2 separate regions of the Mus musculus genome follow, and region 2 is linked to region 1. A link is a contact called in public Hi-C data. All regions are on one chromosome and are shown on one strand. Each heading gives the region's core, a stretch centred on a gene start, on an enhancer-like site or on the middle of the called end of the contact. The rest is flanking DNA. Distances are from core to core; before and after follow the strand shown. Region 1 has its middle 74 kb from the start of Gm22347. Region 2 has its middle 21 kb from the start of Gm34589.

The links. Hi-C and Micro-C count contacts between places; a contact is called where the count stands out from the background.
Region 2: a Hi-C map of uterus shows a contact between it and region 1, with 3 times the contacts expected there. The contact joins two enhancer-like sites. A contact is called at or near these places in 2 of 484 Hi-C or Micro-C datasets (both in uterus).

What each region holds. Positions count from the first base shown.
Region 1 is chr14:102,401,165-102,405,425 of GRCm38.p6, reverse strand. No RefSeq gene overlaps it. Among named protein-coding and RNA genes, the nearest start is that of Gm22347, 74 kb to the right of the region's middle. Within about 2 kb of position 1,450, at least 21 of the 459 cell types and tissues checked have an H3K27ac peak or open chromatin away from gene starts, as enhancers often do. A contact at or near this core is called in uterus, where this site is marked.
Region 2 is chr14:102,853,811-102,857,896 of GRCm38.p6, reverse strand. No RefSeq gene overlaps it. Among named protein-coding and RNA genes, the nearest start is that of Gm34589, 21 kb to the right of the region's middle. Within about 2 kb of position 2,501, at least 6 of the 459 cell types and tissues checked have an H3K27ac peak or open chromatin away from gene starts, as enhancers often do. A contact at or near this core is called in uterus, where this site is marked.

The DNA of each region.
Region 1 (4,261 bases), core at 201-2,700:
CAAAAAGTGAATCAGTGAGGTAATTTAATTAAAAATAAAACAAAACAAAGCCCAACTACTTCAAATAACTGTCTCAATTATTTATATATTTAAAATTTTTTTCTTAATACTTTGCATTTATGACATATGAAGCATTATTCTCCATTTAAAGTATAATTTTCATTGCAAAGATTTAGGTGCCTCTGTATGAATCATTCATATGCAGAAACAGTTTACTTTCCAATGATTTTTTCCTAGAAATATTTTGTCATATGAAAATAAGTTGGCTTTCTTAAAAAACACTAATAATTTTCCACAAATATTAGTAGGTGAAGGGTACAGTGAACATATTTCAGTGAAGTGTTTATTTTCTATGGGCATAATATTTTTTTAAAAGTACATTTTTGCCTTCTGGATCATCTGGTTGGGTTTAAACACTTAAAGTGAAGTTGTGGATTTACATAATTTACACATCCATAATTCAAGCTCTGGAATCAAGTTAGGACATGAAGAACTTAAGAATTTAGTTGCATAAATCCCAACTCTGTTCTTAGTACATTTTTAGCTTTGTTTTGTTTTGCATTGTTTTGTCTTAGAAACAAAGTGTTGCCAAAATCCTCCTACCTTACTGCAGAACACCAGTGTGTCAGCTACACCTTGCAGTTTGTTGCTATTTGATTTTTTTCCCCCACTGGAAAAATGGATATTATTTCCTCATTGTTAGGCAATGCAGTGACAGTTACTCACCATGACGTGTTTTGAGTATCCCCTCATGGATATCAGATATTCAGTAAGGGTTATCTAAGTTCAAATAAGTCTACAAACCTTGTATTTAAGTTTTTGACCTTTGAAATGAAGTCATTCTTACTACTGTCCCTTAATCATGTTCTTAGAGGTTCTATATAATACTAATTATTTAAAGGTATCTTGATTGTATATTTTCTTTGTCTGAGTTATTTGATTTTATTTACTGCCAAATGCAAAGGCAATATCTACCAGATGAAATGCATTAATATTGTGTTTCCATGTAGCTACTTCAAAAGCACCAGCCTACAATTATCTGGACTTTTTAGTTTATAATGGTTGAAGTTTTTTATACTTAAGTATATTGAAGTTTTTAAATTCTTCACCTTAGTTGTATAGACATTTGCTGTGTGTATAAACACACACACACACACACACACACACACACACACACGCACGCACACACACACACAAATTAAAGCAAGTTAGATTGTTAGATTCAATCATTCTGGCACACAATTTGTTATATCTGATCAAAACTATAAAGAATTGATTTTCCCCCTGAATCTTTTCCCATTATCTTGCCTGTGTCTGTGTTGTTTATGCAACACCCCTAAACATCTAGAATTGAATCTTGGACAAAGTTGCACAGTGTGCACTATTTCAATAGAGACATGTTGCAGATCCCTGGGAGTCGCCTGTGTGTCTACCAAACAGCATATTCTAAACTAACCTTCAGGGCTGCTTTCTTCCCCTGCATAGACTGCCTCAGCTTCTGCCAAACAGGAAGCCACACTGGGGTCCAGACACTATGTTTCTGTCCCCCAGGACTCCTCTGTGATCTTGCTGCCTGCAGGAACTCAAATGACTTGAGGGGTGACAGATAGAACAAACTTTATGGAGACCTCAAAAAACAAACAAACAAGAAAGCAACTTCTTGCAGATACTAACCAGATGTCTTACAGGCATTTATTTATTCTCCCTCTTCTTTGTTTTGCAAGCCAGTTTAAATTTAATAGATTCATTATATACCACAAAATGTTGTCATGTGTGCCCGCATGAACTTCTCCAAGAGGCAAGAGGTTAGGCAATTGTTTGAATTTCATAAGGAGAGCCAGATGCGGCTGTGGTTTCACACTAATGGAACTCAGACCCTGGGAGGGAATTGTAGTCTCTGCTTCTGCTACCACTGCCACTGCTGCTGCTCTTTAGGCTTGGGGCTAGGAGAGAAGAGTGAAAGACCCTTACTTACCTTTCCTGCATAAAACCACTTGGGGAAATCTAAAGAAATCCGTTATGCCATTTGTCTTATTTAGTTTGTAAATTCTGTTTTTGTAATATTAGGTTAAGAAATCAAAGTCTGTGATAATACATGTGTTGGGGAAGATGGACAGGGGAGAAAGATGATGTAAATATAGTACTTATGCATGAAAAATCTAAAAAAATATCACTTAAATGAAAAACTAAATAAGGAACATTTTGTGAAGTCTCTTTGATTTTATTTGGTGTACCAACTAGCTGAATCTATTCAATAAACACTAGATGATTTCAAAAATCACTATAGAAACTAGGATGTGTGAGAACAAATTCTACATGATAAATCACATTTCATATGATGGGTTATGATTTCCCTCCTCACCCTATTCACTAGCTCTGAATATTAGTATTTGATCTGTTTTATTCTTTGGAGCCTTCTCCAATGTTTGAAATCAGGATATCAAAAATATCCAGAGACAGAGTCTAGGAACAAACATTCAACTAAAAAAATAAATCTTCAAAGTAATTTTTTTGATGATCAAACCAACTCCAGGATGATTGATCTACATAGGAAATGTATCAATTATCTGATTATCGTATCAAAGCAACTCTTTACTGGATGCCTAATAGCAAAAGCCAACTACTTGTTTCCTGGAAACCAATTTGTTGTTGTTGTTGTTGTTGTTGTTGTTGTTGTTGTTGTTGTTGTTGTTCTGAAGACACAAGTTGAAATTAGGTCTCCAGTACTGACTGTTTTAGTGAGAGGCAAAGGCAGGATCCAACTCCTCAGAAAGTTAACCAGGACTGTGAAACAAGGGGCTATTTGAAATAAGCACATCTGGATATGATTTCCAAAGCACATCCTGGGTTATAGCTGTGGTCTCCATCTCTCCTAGCATTGCCAGTGTTATCATCACAAGCATGTGCTATGAACTGTCTACTTACACGCACTGACAGTGACAAAGTGGTGTCAGTCTTCTTCCCTCGCTAACTGTGATGACATGAGTTTACTTCAGGAGACACCTCCGCCTAAAAGCTTCCAGCTGTAAATCATTTCTTACTCCTTTGTGAAGTAATTGATTCCACAAGTTCTTCTACCACTTTTACAACTTTGACCTCAAGGGTTTGGGAGTCATTCCACTAAGTGGCCATCATCAAGGAAGGTAGTGTTCCTATTTCTCAGATTCTGTGAAGCCCTTCTAAAGGGGCTGTGCTTCAAGTTGTAGAAGGAATGCCTGCTGTGCTGATACAGGAAATGGCTTTTCTTTATGTGAAAACGATTAACAAATGCAGAAAAGATATAACTTCTTCTGCTCATAGGGAGTTCTATTCTCTCATGCCTGATGGTTTGAATGTGGTCTTCCTTGACTAGTTAACTTTGTCTTGAACAGTTTTTCTCTGTTGTAGGATAACGGGATCTTTCCCATAAAATTCACTCCAATTTAATGAAAATAAACACAGGCCTTTTGTTTTCTCTCTCTCTTTCTCTCTCTCTCTCTCTCTCTCTCTCTCTCTCTCTCTCTCTCTCTCTCTCTCTCTCTCCCTCCCTCCCTCCCTCCCTCCGTTCCTCTTTCTCTCCTTTCCTCCCTCCCCCCATCTCATAGGACAGTAATCTCAGCATGAGCTCCAAAAGAGCTGAGTATCATAACTATGTTCCTGAGGGCTTGCTGACAGACAGGCCTCCTCTTGTCAAGGTAGACATGCTCTCAAGTAACTGCATGAGAGCAACCGAGAATCTAAGAGAACAGCAAACAAACAGCACCAGCCTGGAAGTGGCCAGTCACCATTCGATGTCGTTAACTTGATCTGCAAACCTGAATCTTGAGAACTGTGACACAGATATGTTCCTCCTCATCATCTTGGAATCTGGGAGATAAAGATAGTGTCAAGAGATATGGCAGTTTTCCCAGTGTTCTACTTAAGCCAAAAAGGCATAGCTCTCTTCAAGTAGGAAATAACAGACCTCCACTCATTGATCTTTCTTTGTAGATATTCCAAAAACCAGCCCCCATTGCATATCCATGATAGCAATGGTATAACCCAGAAGGAGAGAGCAAACTTTCAGAGCTAAGGTCTACTCGAGAAACAACTGACCCAGAGTTGGTGACATGCTCAACACATAGAGACACTTTATGTATTAGTTTGTTGGGGAATCTGTGATACATACCACAAACAAGGCAACGTGAACAACAGAAGTCTGTCTCACTGTGTTAGAGTCGGACGCTTGGCAAGGAGGAGTTGGTGTTCATGCTTCCTTCTGATGTCTGAGATAATCTGTCCT
Region 2 (4,086 bases), core at 1,252-3,751, 450 kb before region 1:
CCCAAATTGAAACTCATCCCATGGTCAAGAGCCAACCCTTGACACTATTAATGATATTCTGTTATGCTCACAGATAGGAGCCTAGCATAATTATTCTGAGAGGCTCCACCCAACAGGTGAATGAAATAGATGCAGAGACTCACAGCCAAACATTAGATGGAGCTCAGGGAGTCTTGTGGAGAGTTGGGGGAAGGATTGAGGGACCCAAAGAGGACAGGGACTCCACAGGAAGACCAACAGAGTCAACTAACCTTGACCCTAGAGGGCTTCTAGAGACTGAACCACCAATCAAAGAGAGAGCATGGACTGGACCTAGGCCCCCCACATATATGTAGCAGATGTGCAGCTTGGCTTCATGCGGGTTCCCCAATAACTGGAGTAGGGGGGCTGTCCCTGACTCTGTTGCTTGCCTGTGGATCCTGTTCCCTTAACTGGGCAGCCTTGTCTAGCCTCAGTGAGAGATGATGTGCCCAGTACTGCAGTGACTGATGTGCCAGGAAAGGGGTGGGGTGTGGAGATTGTGTTTTGGGGCCTGAGGGATGAGAAGATGGTGGTGGTCGTGACACTCAGGGGGTCACTATTCTCAAAGGAGAAAAGAAGGAGGAATGGGGTGAGGAGTTGCATAAGGTGGACTGGAAGTGGGGGTTGGGTATTGAGATGCAAAGTGAATAAATTAATTAAGTAAAACAACATAAATGTAATTTTTAGTGAGTAATGTGAAATTACAAATGAAATAAAATATATTAAAGTTATTATAAACAAGGCCTTCTGTGTGTGTGTGTGTGTGTGTGTGTGTGTGTGTGTGTTTGTATGTGTTTGTGTGTGTTTGTGTGTTTGTCCTGAATAGCAAATTCAAAGTTTCTGGATATAACTATTCCAAAAGGAGCCTTAAGAAGTTTCATGAGCTTTCTTTTTATAAGAAAGAAATTAATGGAAAATTTTAGCATGAATTGGAAGAAGGTTTAAGTCAGATTCTCTTTTAGGACAAGACAATGTAATAAGACTGACTATTAAGGGAGCTCTGGTAGGTAATTGGTTTTTAAGCCCACTCGACATGTTGGAAGGCTCATGATCAGCTCCTCCTCAAGGACCCCCTGCCCTTTCCTTAATCCCTCAACACCCTATGCTCCTTGCTCAGGCCAGGTAAAACCTTGCTGCAATCTGCCTTCAGTTGGCTGAACTTTTAGAAGGATAATTAATTCATGGCAATGTATAAAGCATGATTGCTCAAACTCTAGTCTTTTGACATTTTGGCCTGATATTCCTTTGTTTGCCCTTTCCACTGTTGGGTAGTTAACCAAATCTATGACCTTAGTCCACTAGACACCAATATATCTTCTTTGTAATGGTGACAATCAACAATGTTTAAAAAAAAATCCTTGGTGGGTAAGTCTTTCTCATCATGAAGAATGACTAAATCTACTGAATATAGAGGCTTTTAATAGTTAACTTCTAACAGTCTACGGATCTCTCTCTTTTTTTAATCCTATGTAGTTTCTTAGAGGCAGAGATAGACAGATCCTTGGGTCTCACTGGCTGGTTAGCCTGGCATAATCGGGATGTTCAATGCTACTGAGAGATCATGTCTCAAAAAAGGGGGTGGGCAGTACCCCAGATTGTCCTCTGGCTTCCACACACTGCACTTGTGTGGCATGTAGACCTCCCTCCCACAACAGACATATGTGTACACACATGATCATCCACATACACTGGAAGAAAGAGAGAAGCAAGAGGAGAAAGAAGGGGAGGAAGAGGGAGAGGAAGGCTGTGGTAACACAGGTCAGGGAAGAATGGTCTTGTTTGTATTCTGGACACTTAGATTAGTGAGGTGGATATTTCCTCCCTTGCCCAACCCCAGGGAACGGTACCCCAGATGACTTGGAATAAAGCTTGATGCTCCATTTATAACTGCACTAAATTTCAAAAACCACTTCCCATTCTTTACTTCCAACATGTTTTCAAAGTTACACATTAAACAATAGGAAAGGATCTCTCTCTCTCTCTCTCTCTCTCTCTCTCTCTCTCTCTCTCTCTCTGTCTCTCTCTCCTAGTCAGTTTGTCTTTATTATAATGCAAATTATTGACTGGTAGTTTTTTCCCTGGTATTTAGTAACTGAATTAGGTTTATGATTCAGCAAAACCTATCGCAGAGCTGCTCTTCAAACAAAGACAAAAACAAATTGTAAATCGGTGCTATTTCGTGGTGTCTCTAAACACACATTTGGCATTGACTCCAGAAGACTGAGGGCTGAGGTCCAAAGACTGCTGCCTTTTCCTTGATTTGCATTTGGCTTTGGGAGTTAGATGTTTTTGCATGCGTGCTTTCCTCCTCTCCTCAGTTGCAGATTTTTTTTTCTGTGAACTTTTGTTTAACAAAGGTGGACACGTACTGTGCAATGAAAACATTGACTGTAAATCATTTCAGCTATAAAATGTCCCTGTTTGGAGCCCAGTGATGGCTCCCTTGTTCCTGAAATAAGAAGGATTGCCAACATCTGAATGAGTTGTTTAATTGGTCCACAGGGACAGACCCCAGAGCTGTGCAAGAGCTGAGTATCTGACCTTCTACTGTTCTAGATTTTTCCGTGAGACCCAAAGGATCTTCGGGCTGACCATTTACCAATGCCAACTGTTTATTTTGCATGGTAAAATACCACAGGCACCACAGAATTCATAATAACGACAGAACGAGTTTTTCAAAGGTGTGTGTACTTGACAGGCAAAAAATATGCGTGCTTTGTAGATTCAGTTCAGAGTAGCTGGAAACATTTCTTTACGGTCATTGCAGGGCTTGGGACACCAGTCACAATGTTATCTATGAAGCCCAGGTTGGAGGGATGCAAAAACCTTGCATTGGTCACAGAGCAAATAATTAACTAATTTACTCTGGATATTTAAAATATGCCCTGAATTCTTATTGCTTCCTGAAACCCTCCCTTTCAGAAAAATGAAATATGCTGCATAAATGTGCAGACTCTAGGAAAATCATTGCCAGAGTACCTGGTGACCTGGTATGTGTTGAATGCTTTGTTTTTGATAAGCAGAAACTAAGGAGACAGTCCATGCTCTGAAGCTTAGGGCTGTGACTTCTCCATGATGGTAAGAGGCTTTGGAGAGAACCCTCCGTTTTTGCTAAACACGAGAGAAAGTATTAGAGTATTCCTTTGCATTTCTGTCTTTTAATTAGTGGGTGTGAAGTGGATATTGAGTGCTGTAGCTCCAGGATTGGGGCGGGTGTCATTTTCAGAAGCAAGGAAGACTCTGAGGATCCAGGAGCTAAGGATTTGATGACCGTTTTCTTCCCAAGTATCTAGAGATAACAGCAGTGGTCAATCTCCCTGTCTCCATTGTGGTTGCAGTATTCCTTATGCAGCTGGTATATTGAAAGAGAGCTCAGGGAAAGAGAGAATGATGGGCAGATGCCAGACTGACAGAGAGTAGATCATAAAGTAAATTGATTCTTTGGGATGAAAGCAACAAGGAACCTATTATAATAGCTAATCTGAAGGGGGAGTGTGTTCACCAATGCTGAGGTGTTTCATTAAACCTAACGGGTACGAAATCACTCAGAGCTCATGACCTTGAGGCAAGGACATAGTGCTTCCTCTCCAGCTCTGCTTATTCTGTTAAGCTGTGTCTTTTCTCTCTGTGTGAGACTCCCTTTTTCTTTGTTTACTGCTTTTGGGCACTGAATTTAAATGCCTGGGTGAGGGGGACAGAGCTCAGGACCCAGCTTGGATTTGAAAGGCACCCAATCTACAAAAAATTAGTGGTGGTTAGTATGTTACCTTCAGGTATATAAGGCCTAGGAGTGGTCCCTTGAAGGAAGAACCAGGCTATGATACCTTAAACACAGAGATTGCAATATCATCCAAAGTATGAATGGATGAGCAGAAAGAAAAAAGAATTTCAGTCACAAGGGAGATTTGCTCTCTCTAAAGAGAAAGGAACCTGTCTTCACTTTACAGGAAGGAGCCTTTAGAGGCACTAACATGATAGCAGAGCCAGGAAAGCCTGATGTAGGAGGAAGAGAGGGGCTTGGAGAGATTTACAGGCTCAGAAGAGACTCAGGAGAGGTTTTCCAGA